Regions from separate parts of the Gossypium hirsutum genome. Here region 2 is linked to region 1. The links are chromatin contacts, called in public Hi-C maps. All regions are on one chromosome and are shown on one strand. The core of a region is the stretch at or near the end of the contact, and the rest is flanking DNA. Distances in the headings are between cores, read along the strand shown. Region 1 holds the start of LOC107954865 (choline-phosphate cytidylyltransferase 1). Region 2 holds the start of LOC107954869 (neural Wiskott-Aldrich syndrome protein).

Evidence for each region. A called contact is a pair of places that touch in the nucleus more often than the background predicts.
Region 2: a Hi-C map of leaf shows a contact between it and region 1, with 2.8 times the contacts expected there. The contact joins the promoter of LOC107954869 here to the promoter of LOC107954865 in region 1. A contact is called at or near these places in 19 of 34 Hi-C or Micro-C datasets (anther, callus, cotyledon and 4 more).

Annotation. Positions count from the first base shown.
Region 1 is chrD07:49,857,770-49,860,531 of Gossypium_hirsutum_v2.1, reverse strand. LOC107954865 (choline-phosphate cytidylyltransferase 1) reads right to left here and starts at 1,264. Exons shown (of 8, transcript XM_016890553.2): 1 at 928-1,264; 2 at 526-639. The coding sequence starts at 1,049.
Region 2 is chrD07:50,032,066-50,034,765 of Gossypium_hirsutum_v2.1, reverse strand. It overlaps LOC107954869 (neural Wiskott-Aldrich syndrome protein), which reads right to left and starts at 1,386. Exons shown (of 3, transcript XM_016890556.2): 1 at 941-1,386; 2 at 88-834. The coding sequence starts at 1,019.

The DNA of each region.
Region 1 (2,762 bases), core at 15-2,514:
AACAAAATAAATAACGAAGTCCTTCAAAGTGAATCTATATTTAAGGTTTCACTAAATGAATTAACAGTTATTTTGAGGAACATAGTTAATTCACATTTTGCAAATCAAAAATGAAAAATCTTATTATAAGAGAAGAAAACTGATTTACTTCAAAGTGTAAACAAAAAGTTAAGTAAATCTATATTTCAGGTTCCACTAGATTGCAGCCTTTGCTAAAGGAAATATACCAAGATTTTACTTCCTAAAAGCAATAATTGATTAAAAGAGAACAAATAACACAACATCAAATTCTAACATAATTATTCCGTTGAATAGTAAAATTAAGCCTAATCCAAAAATTTTACAATTTTAATTCTTCAAATCTACTACTTTTACAACGAAAGGAAAATTTTGCTTGAAACTCTCAAAAGCAAAACTCAAGTAGCAAAAGCAGCAACCAAACTATACCTCAAATATGCATCCTTGGTGATCTTTTTTTTTTATAATATTTTCAGTAAAATAAACAGAGATGGCTGAGAGTTATACTTGCAATGGCGAAGGGATTCATAACGTTCTGATTCGGTCATAACAGTTTTGCCCTTGTACTTGTGTGTTGTTTCGTCATTGCAACACCCAACCAGCAAATACGTATTGGGAAACCTAAAATCTCACAAAATTGAATTGCATAATCAGGGAAAAAGCAATCCAAGCATGCAGTTGTGCATAAATAACATCAAGCAAAAGCATATTTTATGCAAACAAACATAATAAAAATTCAAAAAAACTTGACATTAAAAAAAACCCAGAAAAGTTACACAGATAAAAAATAACCCAAACATGAAGATTTTGAAAGAAATCCATTAATCACGGGAAAATTCGAAAGATACCCAGAAAAGTAATAAAATCAAACATAGAAGAGAGAGAGAGAGAGAAGGGATTAAAACGGACGATTTCTTGGCTTGTTCGAGAGAGCGAGCGTGGCCAAAGTGGAAGAGATCGTAGATCCCATCGGCGTAAACACGGACAGGGCGATCGGGATCGGAACTGTTGCTATTGTTACCGTTGTTCATGGCGGAGATTCTAGAATTAAGAAAAAGGGGAAAAGAAAATTGGGAGTTCTGTTATTTCTTCTGTCTCATAATAATAAATAATAATACTAATAATATAAATTGGATTTCGGCTTTCCTCTGAACCCACAGGCTGGCTGAGAATGCATACGCGCTTCTTGCGCTTCTTACGCTTCTATTTTATTTATTTCAATTTCTTTTCTCTTTTACTCTGCGCGTTTATAATTTAATCTTGACTTAATACAGTCTTATATCATTTTCTTACCTTGGGTTTAAATTTTTTTGCCCACTTCAGTCTCAAATATTATAAAAAAATTTATTTATCAGTTTAATCCTTTAAATGTTAAAAAACTGATTAAAATATCTAATTAAAATATCATCATTTTATAAAGTGGGTGTTGAGGGGAATAAGTCTCAAAGCCTCAATAGAAGGCGTCCTAAGTGGGGATTTTGTCTCCTGCACTTCGAGGAGAGCCTGAAGGGTTCATAGAGCGTAGGGGTTGCCTAAGTATGCTAAGGTAAGATATATAAGCCTTCATTGATGGTTCAATCTCTCACAGGCACATTTTGCATTATTAATATTTCTAACAATATTGAAACCTCTCTCTGAGCTTATAGGTTATATCTATATTAATCGATGTGTTCTTTGTACTCCGTGAACCCTTCGAATTCTCTTTGAAGTACGAGAAGCAAAACCTCCAAATAGAATAATATCTTCAATTGAGTATCGGAGACTTATTCCCCAAAAAAGAGAATAAAGTTCATCATGGAGAAGCAAAATCAAAGACAATTAGAGAATTTACTATGTACATAATAAAAAGATCTTGTGAGAAGCATCAAAGAGAATTGATAGAGATGGGAACGAGCCAGACCTTCACAAGAATCATGAAAAAATATTGGTAGATTTGGCGAATACGTCCTTGTTTGAGAAGGATAATAATGGTGAAGGAGTTTTGTGCCCAAAACAATCTTAAGCTTCAAAAGAGTATTTTTAATTTTAAATTTTGGAGGGATCAAATTCTACTTTTATTTTTATTTTAGGGGCATGTAATAACTATTTAGGATATTATATATTTTTTAAAATTAGAATTTTTATTATGTCTTGTTTTGTTTGAATCTTTATAGGTTTACCACATGTTTGGAGTAAAAAATTGTCCAAATCATTTGTGGAGAAGTAGTTGTCTTTATTTATAGATTCGAGCTTAAATCGAGAGACCTTTCTCTAATTTTTAAATAAGAGGATAATATGCTGCAACGTGCTCGAACCTATATCCTCTTGCACTGACAACAATGCCGATGCCAGTCGAACTAAGATTTAATCAACCTTTTCCTTATACTTTTAAATATTGAAGAAAATGTTTGATTTTAGTGTGGGGGGATTTTGGAATGTTTCATGCATGTTTTTTATATTTAGTAATTTGTGTTCAATTTTTAAAAAATTTCATGTTTAGATTTTACATGTACTTAGAATTTTTTTTTTTTTGAGGACACTGGACGTGATTGCAAAGTAGGTAGCATGTGAGCTAATGTGATTGAATATGATATGAAAGCATGCTAGTATTGTCCATAAAATAGTCCTTGGACTTTCCATGGGTAGACTGTAAGCAGACTTCGAATTATTCACTTTCCGCTTTCGTAGTCATATCCAAAATTTGCGATTTTCTTTGGTAAATGTTGCATGTCTCATAAGATGTGCATAGATTTGTAATAGACCAT
Region 2 (2,700 bases), core at 137-2,636, 170 kb before region 1:
ATTGCAAAAAAAATTGTTACTAAAAATGAGAAATTCATTAGTTTATTTTTTTTCGCATATTGGGGAAGTTCAGATTCAGAAACTTACTAGGATCAACTGTAACAAGCATGGCAGTTCCTCCGAAATCACAAGTGCCACCGCTTCCCTTTTTGTTTTGCCAGTAGCTGTTGAAAGCATACGATGCGTGAGAGATCATCGTGTTGGGTTGGAAGCAAGCCTGGTTGGGTTGAATCGACTTGCAATCTGCACCAGACCCGCATGCATAATCCATGGCTGCTTGGATCAATGAATCAGGCACTGTTGGCTTAGCCACACACCAAGTACCAGATCGTGACCCTTTGTGTGGAGTAGAACGAGGTGGTGGGTTCAGCACCGGCGGTTCAGGAATGGGTTGGCCTGGAACTTGCTTAGGGGGCGTTGACACATTTTTTGGTGGGTTAGGTTGATGTTGAGGTGGACTTGAGAAAATGCTAGGTGGATTGAACCCATGCTCGGGAGAAGCTGCTTCCGGTGGATTTGCTGGCGGACTATGGATGATGTTACTCGGTGGTGGAGGTGTTGGTGGGCTGTGGATGATGTTACTCGGTGGTGGAGGTGTTGGTAGGCCGTAACTCGCCGGAGGTGGCAGAGGGTTGGAAGGCGATTGTGGGGTAAATGGAGGAGAGTGGTCAGGCTGAGGAAGTAGTGGTGATAATGAGTCAGAATGTGGTAGGTAGAAAGGTGAGTCAAGGGTATATGGATCACCATCGAAGCCGATACGATCCGTTGTTTTTAGCTTTTCATGGAGGTTTGAGCCTTGGTCCTTCTTCCATATATGAACCATGAGTCTGGCATCTTTACAGAATTTGCACACAAAAGAAACAACAAATCATACGAAGTACATTCATTCAATCCATCAATTGAAAATGAATAGAATGGGAAAACAAAGGAATTTACATACCAGAGTGAGTGAAGAGAATGGAGGCTGAAATGATTAGGACTGCATAGAGAAAGCTTAAACAGTGGGGCCTTGACTCCATGGCTAGGGTTGTAACAGAGATGAGCAAGGGTTGGGGGATGATCCAGGTTGAATAAATATATAAGAAGAAGAGTGGCAAAGGACATCTGGTGGACAGGGAGGAGGAAAAAGGAGTGAAACAAGGTGGGGGCAGAAAGGGGAACCGTTAACATAGGGAAACTAAAGAAGATTCAAAGGCAATCAATGCTGTAACCAGATTCTAATTATTTCTTTTAGCTTGGTAGAATATATGCTTGCTTGGGCATGGGGAAAATTGGAGGGTTTTCACCTTTTGTTTTTGCTTGCTTTCTACTCGGACAAAGAATACTACTTATTTGATATTCATTAAGCATCCGATGAAAATAAATTGCATTTACTGTTTAGGATATTGGGGAATGTTTTAAAAAGCGACTAATAATTGAATTTAAATATACTTGTTTATAATTGACTTTAAGTAACTCAAACATTTAAGGATGTGATGTTTACTTCTTTATATTTAGGGATGGAATGGAACGGGTTAGAGGTTGACGCTGTTGTCGGGGAAACTAACTAAAAATCTTAAATTAATAGTATAATTATAGTGAGTAAATATATTATTTTCACGAAGAGTAAAAATACTAGTAATTATTGTCTTTCTATTATTTGATCGATAAATTCGAATGATTGATTGAAAACTAAAATTAACTGAATTAATTGCTAACGAACGCGACAAAGAACAATTTAGGAGAATAATTGAATAACAACCAAAAAGCAAAACAATACCCAGAAGAGAATTCACTTAGACTTCATTTGTCACTATTAATCTAAATTACGCAATTTCTTCACTTAGCATCTTGATCCGTAAAAATCCCTGAATTATGCTAATATCTCTTTCTAGAGTAAGAGCAGCTGACTCTAGGTTGATTAATTGAAATTTCCTTCTAATTAAAACCCCTATTATCGCATTAACTTGGTCTATGGATTCCCTATAAGATTTGACTCTAATCCAGTAGATTTATATCGTCCTATTTCTAGGATTGTATGTAACTCCACTCAATTACGCTAGATCTACTCTTAAACAAAGTCTATTCCTCTTATGATTTAGGCACATCAAACATGAATCAATAGTCTAGAAATATCAAACCAAGAATTAAGCACACATAATTGAGAACAAGATCTAAGTATTTATTGTGTAAAACAAAAATCAAACGATAGAATTCATCATAGGGTTCATCTCCCTTATATATTTAGAAAATTAGTCCATGCTTGAAAATAAAAACTTCCAAGAGACAGTATAACAGAAAGAAATAAAGAAACTCATTATAATCTCCTGAGAAATCAACTGGGAATCTTCAATCTTGACAGAAATCTACTTCAGAATCAACTTCAATGATATTTTTCGAGTTTTTTTATTGAATTTTCTATGACAGCTCTCTCCTATCTTCTTATTTTTGTCATATATACATCTTAGAATGTTCGAAAAACCTAAAAATTGTATTTTTTTGCTGTTTAGGATGCAAATCCATGTAATCAACACAACCTTCCACATGGCCGTGTGGCAGCTTGAGTGGCTCACACGGTCATGTGGAAATGGTCAACCCATGTGGCTCTTGTAACTTGCTCCGATTTTTTTCACTTGTTTTTCGCTCTTTTGGCTCCTAAATGCTCTCCTAAGTATAAAAACATGAATTTAAAAGATTAGGAGCAGAAAATTCACTATCAGC